Linked DNA regions of Hordeum vulgare: region 1 is linked to region 2. A link is a contact called in public Hi-C data. All regions are on one chromosome and are shown on one strand. The core of a region is the stretch at or near the end of the contact, and the rest is flanking DNA. Distances in the headings are between cores, read along the strand shown. Region 1 holds the start of LOC123401243. Region 2 holds the start of LOC123402280.

Region 1 (3,336 bases), core at 139-2,638, 150 kb before region 2:
GACGATAACTTGTTATATCCAAGTCAAGAGACAGAGAGCGTCAAATAGTGTCACCTGTGGAATTTACAGAACATGTCAGCAACGACTGAAATAGTTTCTTTTTTTCTAAATAATAGAAACGCTGCAATCATGATCTACAAAAGGTTACTATCTTGAATTAAACAAGGGTGCAAACCCAATTGCACAACCCAACCCTCATCGAACCCACACCATGTCTCTCGCATACAAATCAGCATACTCTGCACCAAACAAACATTTTATGCATAATAAAGTTTGAGGTTCACTGGGCTTGCTAGTTCTTTTGTAATATTCCGATGACCTTTTCCTCCCCCCACCTTAAACATGCTTATGTTTCAAAGCCACGAGATTCAACACTACCTGCAATAGCATATAACAGCATGTTGTGCGTGTGCGCAACACCAACCTTGTTCTGAAAGCAGGGGCAGGCTCAAGGTTCAGTTAAACCCTCGATTTCTTCTGGGTAATAGGCACCAAAATAAGTATACTTGAATATGAGCTCGGACAGTCCAATGGTGAATCAATCCAAACCCGGATGGATCTTGGCTCCACGCCAATCCACAGTCCAGAAGACACCGGAGGAGGAGGGTCACGCCTACGGGCTATGCGACAACAGTTCTGGTATAGTTATGGCTAACGCCATGTCTGACCTCACCAAACGCCGGCGCCCCCCATTCGTCTTCCCCACCTTCTAACCTAATACCTCTTGCTCATCCTTCCCCGCAGCCCCGCCAGCACCCACGGCGACTTCTCCGCCTAGGCGTCGCCCCCGCGCCGCCGCCCTTGGACTTTTAAACAGGAACTTCCCCTTTAGATTAGAATATTTCAGAACTTTCTAACAGAAAAAAAGCACAAGACTTTCGACAAGAAACCCCGATTTTCATCGACGAACTGAAATGTTTCGATTCGATTCGGCTTTCAGCAGGACGCGTCGGGGGCTTCTCACCTGCATGCCACAAGTCTGAACTCCCGATCGAAGCGCCGGTCGGCGGCGGCTGCGCGGCGACGCTTGAAGCCAGGGAGGGGGACGAAACGCGCGCGCGAGAGAGAGAGGAGGGGGTCAAGGGGCTGGGAGGCGCGCGCAGGGGCCTAGGGGCTGCGCCCTCTCCGGCGGCGGGAGGGCGGAGGCGGCGAGCGGGTCAGGCGGCGGTGGGTGGCAGTGGGGGGGAGGAGGAGGAGGAGGGGGGGACGAAGAAGCGGTCGGGATGGGAATGGGAAGCGTATCATCAGCCTTTCCAGAACAGTAATGTGACTCCGTTGGAATGTAGTTTGGGCGGCTCGGGGCCGTGGGATCGGGCCACGGACGGCCCGGATCGGCCGGGGGCGAGATATTTCGGGTGCAGGTGCTAGACTTACCAACGAAGGCACAACACCTGACGAGCTCGTGCCGTCGTGCAAGTGCGGTTTAAACGTAGCGACGCATGATTGGTAGTAGAGCCCAACACCGGCGAGAAAGAGGAGTGAGTAGGCAAGGGTTTTGATTGCCATGCCTTTTGTCATGGTCCACTCAATAGTTCAAGATTGATACATAATTATATATACCATGTGGTTTCTGATGGAACCATTTTTTATATTGGCTTTTGAGGAGAGAGTGTGATTTTTATGGGTTATTTTCGGAATTGTGCTAGAATAGATTCCTTGTAAGTTTTGTGCCTAGACAATCACAAGCAAGCCCACTCGCCGGTACCCCTAATTTTGAGCTCGTTGCCGACGGAATCCTCAGTCGCGATAGACATGTGTCCTCATTGATGATGTTCTGGTCATCGCCACGATGAAGCGCTGGTCGCGCCTCGCCACCTCTTGACCGAGGTCGTCGATGCTATGATGAAGTAAGTTAGTCCTAAAAATAATATAAAATATTATCGAAGATCTGTAACTTCGATCGTGATGAAATTTTGAAAGGATTTTTATTAAAAAATAATATTTCTTGTGGCAAAAGGAGGGCCTCAACCGACTTAAGGGGCGGCCACCCCCCTCGTCGCGCTCTATTGCCTTGGGAGAACCTCGGGAATTGTGTGGCATTGATTATTCTTCCCAAAATTCACATATATTCCAAACAAACTCTATAAACTAGATGATGTCCCGCGCGTTGCTGCGGAAAACATAATAAACAGATGTTGAAAATCAAAAAGTGTTGCTAAAAAAATATTAGGATTGCTCTCATCTTATATTTTAGGAACAATAATACATATGAGGCATATGACAAAAGATGTGTATTAAAAGTGTAACGCGATCTACATGCATGACTTGATGATGTGACATAGTTACACGAAGAAAAATAAGTATTTATGACTAAATGCATGACTTGATGATGTGACATTGCGACATGGTTGCATGAGAAGGAAAAATAGGTAGTGGAGAAAAAAAATAAGTACTTATGACTAAATGCATGACTTGATGATGTGACATGGTTGCATGCGAAGGAAAAATAGGTAGCGGAGGAAAACATAAATACTTATGATTAAATCATGCATCACTTGATGATGTGACATGGTTGCATGAGAAGGAAAAATAGGTAGTGAGTTGCAACTATTTAAGAATAGAAGATTTTTATCGCGTTTGAACTCTATTTGATGTGGAATTTATGCGAAACAAAAGACACACAAAAATCAGGAACTCACACTCGGCACTGGATAAGTAAGTTAGTCCCAAAAATAATATAAAATATTGTCAAAAGTATATGAAAGTTCTAGAACATTAGCATGAATACTTCATAAATTATCGATACTTTGGAGACGTATCAATGGGTATGAACTTGCTTTTTCTCACCGACCGACAAAAAAGCAGAATCCGCAGATAGCTTCTTTGACCTGAGTAGTTCAACAACATCCATCGTCTTCTTGTACTCATCGAGCTCGGCGACTACTATCTGCTCGTCAGTGATTTGAGAGCCTTTCTCGAGGCATTCTTCGGTGATCCTCTGATTGTCCGTGAAGTTGATCACACCCTTCGGACCTGGCATCTTGAGCTTGAGATACACGTAACATGGTCGGGCCAGTGCGTAGACGTGCCTACCCACGATGGCATGGTAAGCACTACGGAAGTCCAACACCTTGAAGGACGATTGTTCCTTTCAATAGTTCTTTTCGTTGTCGAATACGACTTGCAACGCAATCTGACCGAGTGACTTTGCCTTATTTCCGGGTATGACCCCATGAAAATGCATGTTGGTCTTGGCCAGTCAAGACAACGAGATGTCCATCGCATTCAGCATATCAGCGTACATGACGTTGAGCCCGCTGCCTCCATCCACAAGGACTTTTCGTAGTCGGACTCCATTGAACGCCGGATCAACTACTAGTGTTTGTTGCCTAGGGG
Region 2 (3,439 bases), core at 171-2,670:
TCCGAGCAAAGAGATCGGAAATCTCAGGTTTGGGAGCAAGAACACGAGAGAAAGAGCAACCAATATTTTTTTTCTAGAGGTAGGAAAAGGAGTGCGATGAAGAGATAAATGAGGGGTACATGTGGGTCCCCTAAGCCATCAGGGCACGCCTCATGCCTCTCGAAAAGGACCCATTAATAAGGTTGATCAAGTCTTGCTCTTCGGTTCTGCCTCGACACAAGAGAGCACCACCGCCATGGATGGAATAACCATCTCCAAATCAAGGGTCATACGATCAAAACAAGCTTGATGAATCTCTACCTAAGTAGTTTAGAGGTTGTGGAGGAGCAAATCTTGATTGGATCGAGCACATTGGAAAGTCGCCGTGAATATGTTATTGTTCTTGCGTCTTCTTCGGACCTAATGCTAGTTAATGGTAAAGGAGGTTTCACCATAGATTGTGGGTGACAAATTTAGAATATGGATTTTTAGGAAGCATACTGAAGGGGGTGCTGTAAGACGTGGAGAGGAAGAGAAAACCAAGTATTAGATTTCGAGGGAAAGAACAAGGGGGGTGGATTTATGTGTGGAAAAGAATTTTTCTGGAGGAGCAGGGGTGAGCATGATGCGAAAAAATCTACTAGGGAGGCATCGTCGGGGTTGGGGTAGAGATGGTGTTGGTGAACAACCCTTGTTAGTCGATAGTAGATTATACACACTTGTCATTGTAGGTGATGCTCTTCATGCCTTGCAATTTGTTTGTCGTTTTGCCTGTGTTTTCTTGGGAAGGAGGCAGTGGCGGCCCCCCTGTCCCCCCTAACATTAGGGAATGCTGCTAATTTTACTGATGACCAGTGAAAAAATAATGATTATTTATTGCTAAACCCCTATTTTTTTCATAGTTCGGCCCTTTTGAACCTCTTTTACCAACACCCTCCCCCCCCTCTTTCTGGCTCTCCCACTTAAAGGAGAGAGTTGAGTTCTGAGGTATGTAAATTGTTATCGGAGCTATGTGGTGTTTATTTTGATTGTATCGGGCCTGTTTGGATTGAAGGAATTTCCGAAAATTCCAATTCACATGTGTTTTGTTTGTGGAAATCATTTTGTATCATATGATGCGAAGGAAGACACTAGTTTCCTATGGAATCCATTTCTGTTTTATTTATTAGGAATCTCAAGATGCGTTTAAATCCATTTTCTTTTTCTTTTCGTGAGAACTGTACTGCACTTGCGCGCACACACACTATACATACTTTCTCTCTCATCACACATAAAAAATATCTTACACTTTCATATATTGCCTGTCTTAAGTTTATCTACAAATTTTATATGTTTTGAACTCCTATAGGAATTCACCGTATGTGTCGTTTCAATCATGTGTTTTCCCTGTTCGAACTTTCCAATTTCCTGCAATCCTCGTTGGCTTCTCTGAACGAGTAAAGCTATCTATCCACTCGCGCACAGTACAGCGCTGCCGCTAGGCGCTAGCAGCTGCGGCTGCGGATTACGCATCCCGGTCAAAAATGGCCACTCCCTCCCCGCCACGCCTCCTCTCACCCATGCCTATCCTCTTCCTCGCCGCCGGTCCGCTCGCCGCCGTCCACTTCTCTGCCCGCTGCCGTCTCCGCCTCCGCCTCCGCATCCCCCACGTCGCCACCGCCGCCGGCGCTGCCACCACTCCAGGAAACAGCTTTGCCGTCGAGGATTACCTCATCGCCAACTGCCACCTCACCCAGCCGCAGGCCGTCAAGGCCTCCAAGAACCTCGCCCACCTCAAGTCCGCCTCCAACCCCGACGCCGTCCTCGCATTCCTCGACGGCCTCGGCTTCTCCCCCAAGGAGGTCGCCGCCGCCGTCGCCTCCAACCCGCGCATCCTCTGCGCCCGCATCGAGCGCTCCCTCGCGCCCATCTCCGCGGAGCTCCGCGCCCTCGGCCTCTCCACCTCCCAGGTCGCCCGCCTCGCCAAGATCGCCGGCCGCTACTTCCTCTGCCGCAGCTTCGTCTCCAAGGTGCAGTTCTGGCTCCCCCTATTCGGCTCCCCGGAGAGGCTGCTCCAGGCCAGCGACTGGAACTACTGGCTCCTCACCTCCGACCTCGAGAAGGTGGTCGAGCCCAACGTCGCGTTCCTCAGGCAATGCGGGCTAAGTGCTTGCGATATTTCCAAGCTGCTCGTGGCCGCGCCGCGCCTGGTCACCATGCACCCCGAGTACGTCCAGGACTCCGTGCGGCGAGCCATTGAGCTCGGCGTGCCACCGGGCTCCCAGATGTTCCGGCACGCGATCTCCACCGCCGGCTGCATCGGACAGGAGAAGGTCGACGCCAAGATCGCCGTCCTCAGGCAGACGCTCGGATGGTCGAAGGAGGAGGTGAGCCTGGCCATCAGCAAGGCGCCGCGGATCCTGGTCGCCTCCGAGGAGAGGCTGCGGCGCAACGCCGAATTCCTGATCAAGGAGGTCGGGCTGGAGCCGCAGTACATCGCGCGCCGGTCGGTGCTGCTCATGTACAGCCTCGAGAGGAGGCTCATGCCCCGGCATCTCGTGGTGAAGCTCCTCAAGCAGAGGCGGCTGATCGAGGAAGACCGGTGCTTCTTCAACGTGGTGGCGCCGACGGAGGAGAAGTTCTTGGAGAAGTTCGTCGCCCCCTTCGAGGACTGCATCCCGGGCCTCGGCGATGCTTACGACGCTGCTTGTTCCGGGATGGTGCCGGTGAAAGCTGAGTGAACACTAAAGAGAATTCTGGAGGTGTGCGTAGGTGTGTATAACCTCATTCTACTGATGAACAATACCAGATTCATGGCCATTTAGTGTAGGTTGATTACAGTCGACAGCAACGAGGTGGATGTTCATAATTTTGGAACTTGGAAGCGTGCATTACTGACTGAACAATCGGTTTTTGTGTAGAACTCTGAGCAAACATGTCTATTTGGTTATGTCTTGTTTACAACACAAGATGAACATCGCCATCTTGCATAGATATGCGTGCTATGTTGGAAATTTGAGCAATTTACCATAGAATTTTATTAAAAGAAAAACTAGAGAAACATGACTATCATAAAATATATGAAACAAGACATGGAATATAAAGATGAGACGATGAAAGACATGTGCACATATGATCTAGAAAAAAGACATATGTAGAACCGTTCTATATACACAAGGCATCATATGGAATGATGAGCATAAACTTAACATATCTAGAAGTGAAATTATAGCAAAAAGTTACGGTAGGAACTCAACGTAAAAGAACATGAGTACGTACTGAGTTGCAGCAGCAGTAGGGTTGGTGTTGGCGTTGTCGTTGACCATGTTACCGAAGAGGTGATCGACGTCGGGGAAGTAGTCGTCGTCCGGGAAGAGATCGTCGGTGTCCGTGATGGAAGCCAGTAGTCGCGCTGAGCGCTCCCCAAAAACCTTATCGCTCTTCTGTCATACAAGACTCGAAGAGACGGAGTTTCGGAGGC

What was found. Hi-C and Micro-C count contacts between places; a contact is called where the count stands out from the background.
Region 1: a Hi-C map of seedling shows a contact between it and region 2, with 2.4 times the contacts expected there. The contact joins the promoter of LOC123401243 here to the promoter of LOC123402280 in region 2. A contact is called at or near these places in 2 of 6 Hi-C or Micro-C datasets (leaf and seedling) and 1 of 1 datasets of contacts at active chromatin or transcription factors (embryo).

Annotation. Positions count from the first base shown.
Region 1 is chr6H:502,941,530-502,944,865 of MorexV3_pseudomolecules_assembly, reverse strand. LOC123401243 reads right to left here and starts at 1,388. Exons shown (of 4, transcript XM_045094993.1): 1 at 965-1,388; 2 at 1-54.
Region 2 is chr6H:502,792,358-502,795,796 of MorexV3_pseudomolecules_assembly, reverse strand. LOC123402280 reads left to right here and starts at 1,420. Exons shown (of 1, transcript XM_045096181.1): 1 at 1,420-2,908. The coding sequence starts at 1,503. The coding sequence ends at 2,699.